Linked DNA regions of Mus musculus: region 1 is linked to region 2. A link is a contact called in public promoter capture Hi-C data. All regions are on one chromosome and are shown on one strand. Each heading gives the region's core, a stretch centred on a gene start, on an enhancer-like site or on the middle of the called end of the contact. The rest is flanking DNA. Distances are from core to core; before and after follow the strand shown.

Region 1 (3,528 bases), core at 102-2,601, 4.0 Mb before region 2:
TAGAGATGCATGAGAGGGCAGGATGTGCCCCTTGTGGTCAGCGGTAGCCTATAGAGTACAGTACATTGGAAATGATGGGTATTGGCTTGTGCTTCATGGGAGGCATCCACTGGGATGTGTGTCAACAGCGACTGCTGATGCTGTGGCATTGAGGTGGTGTTTGAGACTGGGAGAAGAGTTACATTAGATGACTTTGGGAAATGTATATAAAAGGAAAAACAGTGTGGTGCACCTCACATGTACATTTGTGTGTGTGCCTGGTAATACTGAATGCCAGAGGATTTTTCTGTGTATGGTGTGTGTTTTATGTGTGTAGTGTGAGTTGAAGGAGGTTCAATCATGAAATGGTTCATGCCATTTGCTGGAGACAGACCACGGATGAGTGGTTAGAGATCAGAGCCTTCTGATAGTGACAGAGAACGATACAGAGCAAGGGGTGTGGATCACCCAGCTAGGTGACCTGCATGAGTTCCTGGTGTGGTCCGACGTAGTGAATGAGAAAGATGGGATTTGGACATGAGGGGTGGCAGGTGGAAAAGTAGGCGGAGAGGACTGTAAGCCACGCGGTAGGCAGAGGAGCTGTGTGGCCCTTGTGTCCCCGAGCTTGCACGCGTGGAACAGCTACTCACTTCCTTACCACCAGCCACACCTGGCCACCCTCCCCTCTACTGCTTCTCGGTCTGTCGTCTCTGTCCTCCTCTCCCCGGCGCTCCGCGCGACTCCAGGCCAGACTTACCTGGTGAAGGCGAAGTACATGAGGCTGATGATGGTGAAGCTGAGCAGGGTGATGGTGTGCGGCCGGTAGAAGAAGTCTATGGTGATGTCCTCCACTTGCTGCTCGTTGATCATGCGGAAATGCATCCTGTAGTTCACATCATCCTTGCTCAGAGTCCTGCTCCCCACGCAGGACGCCATAGTTCTTCTCCCCGTCCTGCCGCGGCCCCGGAGGCCCCGGCCCTAGAAGGCTGGGACCCCGGCAGCGACGGACCGCAGCAGCGAAGGTGCCTGACGCTGGGGCGGGGTCTGGCACCCTGAGAAGGGTGCTAGCCCAGGGAAGGACCCGCGCGCGAGGGCGGGGTCGCGGCGCCACCACCGCGTCCCGGAGCAGGGGGAGAAGGCAGCCTGAAGAAGCAGCCTAGTAGGGCGACATCGTAGAGCTCTCACCCTCCCCACATTACGGCGGAGTGACTGATCCTGGGAACGCGGCGACCAGCTCCAGGGCCTGCAAACCCCAGGCCAGCTCTGTCCCGGTCCCCCGCGGCGTCCCTTCCCGCGCCGCCGCAGATGGTCTCGCCCATTCGCAGCGCAGCCCACGTGGGGGGCGGTGCCGGCCTAGCGTGGCGAATCGCCGGCTTGCGAAGCTACGGTGCACCGTATCCCCGGCGTAGGTTGCACGGTCGCTGTGAAGCAGGAGCGCGAGACCGCCGCCCGGCCGGATTACTGTCCGGCCTACCTGTACCCAGCAGCGTCCGGGAGCCTCGCGGCTTGGTAGGTATCGGTGACCCGGAGAGGAGGTTCGGGCTCGATCGGTCGGTACCTAAACCTTGTGGTGGCAACGTCGCCGGGCTTGTTCATCAGCTTCAGACTAAGGCCCCGAGGATGTCCCGGCTTCCTGCGGAAGTCCTTCCCGGATAAAGCCGGTTGGTTAAAGAGTCTAAGGACTGCGGCTGCGCTGCCCAGAGGCCCTTTATTACGAAGTGCATCTTTCATCATCGGAGCTCGGGATTAGTTGTAAAGATTTTGAACCTAGAAAAGCCTGTTTCGGCTCTTGTTCCTATTCCTAACAACAAAACAAGAGTGCCCGGTAACCGCTGAGAGCTGGCGTACCCTACTAATGAACTTGAGAGATTTTAAGGATTTTTTTTTTTCTTTTGCCCTCTTAATGTACATACCGTAAGGCGTTATTCACGAGTGCACATCTTTACTCGTTTCTGAGTCCTTTGTGTCTTTATTTGTCCTGGACTCACTTCCACTCAACAAACTGGAACCCTCCAAACCTCTAGCTTGGTGCTGAAAAGACCCTGGGAAGGTGGGTCTCGAGAGGGGGCGGGACTGTGCTGTCCTTCTGCACAGACTATCAATCATTGACATTGCTGAGACAGCAAATTTATGTGAAAAGGAGTGCACTGGCAAGTAAAAGTGGAGGGTGAACATTATTAGTCTTTAGCACTCAGATCTTTGAATGCAAATAGAATTTAACAGAGTCTACTAAATGTGGAAAGGGTATTGAATTTGATTCTGGACAGACTCTAGAATGAAATTGGGGTTCTGGGAGCTGGTTTGTAAGTACCCTAGAGCCCTTATTGTAATCCCCAACATTATAAAAAGTACTTTGATGCTGAGAGTGGACCAGTGTTTTTTTCTAGAATAGCATACGTAAAAGCATGTGGAGAATAGTGTCTGAACCTCCATCATCGTGGGCTACAGTGACATATCCAGTCTTGACTGTCAGGACCCCCACTTGTAGATTGGACCTGCCTGGCTGTGCTGAAGTTTCTCTCGAAGCTTGGTCTTGTCTAGGTGGCACAACTTAGTTCCTACTTTAACTATTTTGGAGATGAGAGGGAGTTTGAGGGGAAAATTGGCAGGCTTGGAAGCCCCTTTCCAACTAAAGTTTAGCAAAAATTGCCTATTCCACAAGGTTATTGCCAACACCGCCTTCCTATACCACTTCAGAAGGAAAGATTTGCCCTTGTATTATTCTTAGCAAGCATCCCCCAACTATAACAAGAGATTAAACTCTCAAATGTTTCTTCCTATTCAGGACATAAAACTATCTGAATCCTCTGGCTAGAGAAACAGAACACAACGGCATAAGTAAGAGTTAATTGACAGTTACAGGTTTTTTGTCTGTTTAGTTGAGAATACTGCTGGCTAACATTTATTGAGCACTTTCCATTTATTCATTTATTTGAGCCGTGTCACACTTGTAGAACTTTGAGCAATCTTGCCTCAGGCTTCTGAGTGCTAGGATTACAGGCATGACCTCCCCACTCCACGCTCCTTTATAGTGATTATTTTAATTAATATTTAGGTATTGTACTCAGTTCTTTCTGCTGTTTTGGTTTTGGAGTTGGTTACTTGTTTGGGTTTTATTCTTTTTCTTTTCTTTTAGGCAGTCTCACTACATTGTTCCTGCTTGACTTGAGCTTTCAGTGCAACATCTGTGTCTCAGGAGGAGAATTCTAGGAGGCCTTCACTCCCGGCCCAGCTGCTCCCTATTTTGACCCTTTTTGTTTGAAAGACTTTTTTTTTTTCCAAGCATAATTTTACCAAACCAATTTTGTTCAAGTCTGTTTTGAAGAACTGGGTCTCAGACTCGGTCAACAGTTTCACTGTTTTATTTAGGAATGTGACTCATTTAAGACGGTGGTTTTCTTTTCATTTACCTTTTGACTAATTTATAACCATAAGATATATTTTAATAACTCAGTATTATAGTAATCTGCAACATATTTTCTAAATATACTTCAAACCATAGGTTTTTTGTTTGTTTGTTTGTTTTGTTTTGTTTTTTCGAGACAGGGT
Region 2 (3,485 bases), core at 617-3,116:
TCAGCACAGGCCAAGTGATGTTTGTGACTGCATACCAGAAGAAAGAAGGCAAGAAAACCACTTGATGCCTTTAATTTATTTATTGATATTTACATTACTAGAAAAAAAGGGGGGGGGGCAAACGTAAAATCACTCATTTCTTGGATCTCTGAATAGAAGGTACTTACAAAGCAACATCATTTTCCATGTATGTCACAATTAAAGATAAGGGTGCTTTCGCTCTTCTCTCTCTCTCTCTCTCTCTCTCTCTCTCTGTGTGTGTGTGTGTGTGTGTGCGCGCGCGCGCGCGTGCGCGTGCCTGTAGGAAGAAGACATGTTTCCAGATGTCTTAACTTTAAGAATATGAGAATTTACAACATATTTACAAAGTATCAAAATAGGGGCTTAAGAGGCAGCTCAGTGGGCTGGAGAGATGGCTCAGCGGTTGAGAGCACTGACCACCGACTGCTCTTCCACTGGTCCTGGTTTCAATTCCCAGCAACCACATCGTGGCTCACAACCGTCTGTAATGGGATCTGGTGTCCTCTTCTGGTGTGTCTGAAGAGAGCACTGGTGTACACATATACATAAAATAAATAAATGAATCAAGAAGAAGAAGAAGAAGAAGAAGAAGAAGAAGAAGAAGAAGAAGAAGAAGAAGAAGCAGCTGCTGCTGCTGCTTCGGCGGCATCTCAGGCTGAAAACCACCTGCTGTGTAAGCACGAGGACGCAAGTTCGGTCCCCAGAACCTGAGTGGAAAGTTTCAGGTCTGTGATTCCAGTGCTGGGGAGATAGAGGCGGGCATTTTCAAGAGTTGCTGGCTAAACCAATCTACCTGGCAAGCTCTAGGCCAGTGAGAGAACCTGTCTCAAAAACACATAAACAAAAAACGGTGGCCAGCATCTATGAAACCACAGTTGATGTTATCCCTTGTCTCCACATGCGTACACGTATTGCACACGTGCATGTGTGTGTTACACACACAATTCATATGGTCAGATGGGTGAATAAACGTATGGAATCACATATGACTAATGTAAAAAGCCTGGAATTTGACCACTGATGGTGGTTATTTTTAAAGGGGAGGAAGAGGAGAGGAGAGAGAGAGACCTTGAAGCCATGCATAACCTTGAATTTAAACTTGCCCTTTGCTTTTGGTTACTGGGAATTTTTCACCCAGTCAATTTGATGGAGCTGAGCCTCAGTTATTTTCTCTGTAAGGCAAACATAATAGTTCATAACTTGCAATACTGCATGAACTAAGGAGACAATGAAATGTAAGTGCAGGGCACAATCCCTGGAGTCTAAAAGACAAGTCGACAGTAAACAATATTATTCTCTGTAGCTCCCAATACGGGACAACCTAATCTTTACCAACTAGGAAATCACTAGCAGCCTTCTCAAATCACACGGAGCACAACACACCCTTCTGAAATGAATGCGCTAGTTGCACGTGGAAACAAAACAAAAGCACGAGGGATCAGAATTGAATTCAGCATCAACACGAGCCCAGTTGTCACCTTTGAAAACAGCTCTAAGCACCGCTCCGCTGGCCGGTGTGGTTTCCGTCTACCATGAGCACCACCTTTGCAGGTAGCGGTCGCCGCAAGTGCTGAGCGCTAATACTGCGGCTACAATTTATGTGACAGCATCCCAAGGGCTCGCCCCAGACAAGTCAGACAGGATCCCACCGCCTCGCTTCACAAGAGGCGAACAGGATCCCACTGGCTCACCACAGGGCAAGACGGATCGGATCCTACCTGCTCACCCCACCAGAGGTCGTGGGTCCGCATAACCCGGAGCGGCTGCTTGACACCGGAGCTGCAGGTTACCTGTCTCAGCTGCGGTGCTGCTGCAGCTACACTTCCGCAGACTCCGGGTTACCACGGGCTACCAGGCAAACACTAATTGCGTCATCAACACGCGCCAGGGTCGGCCGCTTCCCCCTCCCACCCCCTGTAGGCCAGTTCCTCGGCCGCTACTGCGCAGGCGCAGGGCTGCTAGTGGCCACGGTATCAAGACTCCAGACGCGTGAACTACACGCACGCCTCACTGAAATACAAATGTGTCGTTTTTGCCTTTGAGACAGGTCTCTCTGTGTAGTTCTGAGTGGTCTGGAACCTACTATGTAGACCAGGCTGGCCTCGAACTCAGAGATCAGCCTGCCTCTGCTTCCTGAGTGCGCTGTTTATTCTTCATTCCACATTTCTGAAGCATATGATTGGACTTTACATATTCATCCCAGCACAGTGCCTTAAATAAGATCATACTATGCGCCATACAGACAGTTACAGTATCTGCGGCTACAAAAGTGGGCCAGTTGTGCTTGCCTTTGTAGAGACAATCTTTGGTTGAGAAAGCAAGTTCTGAATAGTTCAACAGAATATTCCCTTTTTAAAAATTCATTTAGTATGTGGGGTGGTGTGTAATTGTATGTATGTCTAGGTACACGAATGTACAAATGGACCCCCTTGGAACTGGAGCTGCAGAGATAGTTGTAAGCTACCCCGTGAGTGCTGTACACCAAACCCAGGTCTTCTGCAACAGCAGCCAATGCTCTTAACCACTGAGTTAAGCTGCACCACATCAGCTAATTCTCGTATGGATGTTCTTAGAGGTACACATATGGAAGTAAGTCTCTGAAAAATGGAAGGAAGTCAGAGCCACTTCACTACAGGAGGTCTAATACCCTCTGAGGAGACTCATTTAACTGGGAAGAGAGGGGAAGGCTATAAAGACCTGCGAGCAAAGCAGCTAGAAGGATCAGAAGCACCTAGTACATGCAGCTTGTGGCGCCCTTGAAGAACACAGGGTGAAACCAACAAGGCCCAAAGGCCCCATCCTGCAGCACATTTCTGGGCCACTGTAAGCAAGGAGCGTGGATTCTGTCGCCAGGGAAGAGTGAGTGACAGGAACTAGTTTTGAAACGCAGAGCAGGCTGCTGTGTGTGCTGGGCATGAAGCACACAGAAAGAAGGGACTGGTGAGATGTGATGGAGAAAAATGGATACATATAAAAGGTAATTTGGAAATTGATGTGACAGGTGGGAAGGATTAGATAAAAGTCTAGACAAAAAAAAAAGTTACTGAAAGTGAGTGCTAGAATAGATTTGTTGAACTCTATAGTGAGAACCAGGTTTGTTCCATCTTTCAATCCTGACTTCTTTGCCTTCCTGTTACCCAACACTGTAGGACCACACACACACACACACACACACACACACACAGTTTCCCCTTTCCGTAACTCTTTCCTTCTTGGACTCCTTATGTTACCATCCCCAAGCCTTCAGCAGGCTTGCAATTCTAAGAGGAGAGGCATGTGAGGAGGCTAAGGAGAGGGGCTCTCCTTCCCTACTACTCGTTAGTTCATTTTGGCCACTAAAATGCTGGCCTGTGTGTAACACCCTACCAATCTTAAAAAGAAATGGTTATAAAAATATCTGTCCACACAAACTCTCCCAAACCTTTTTAAAAGATTTTAAAAATTGTTAAAATATGTATATGTGG

Evidence for each region. Promoter capture Hi-C pulls out the DNA fragments that hold promoters and counts their contacts.
Region 1: a contact with region 2 is called in a promoter capture Hi-C map of pre-B cells, with 4 times the contacts expected there. The contact joins the promoter of Mterf3 here to the promoter of Aopep in region 2. A contact is called at or near these places in 2 of 39 promoter capture datasets (cranial neural crest and pre-B cells).

What each region holds. Positions count from the first base shown.
Region 1 is chr13:66,930,895-66,934,422 of GRCm38.p6, reverse strand. It overlaps Mterf3 (mitochondrial transcription termination factor 3), which reads left to right and starts at 1,351. Exons shown (of 8, transcript NM_025547.4): 1 at 1,351-1,488. Ptdss1 (phosphatidylserine synthase 1) reads right to left here and starts at 1,593. Exons shown (of 13, transcript NM_008959.3): 1 at 737-1,593. The coding sequence starts at 915.
Region 2 is chr13:62,963,274-62,966,758 of GRCm38.p6, reverse strand. It overlaps Aopep (aminopeptidase O), which reads right to left and starts at 1,866. Exons shown (of 16, transcript NM_001289926.1): 1 at 1,740-1,866.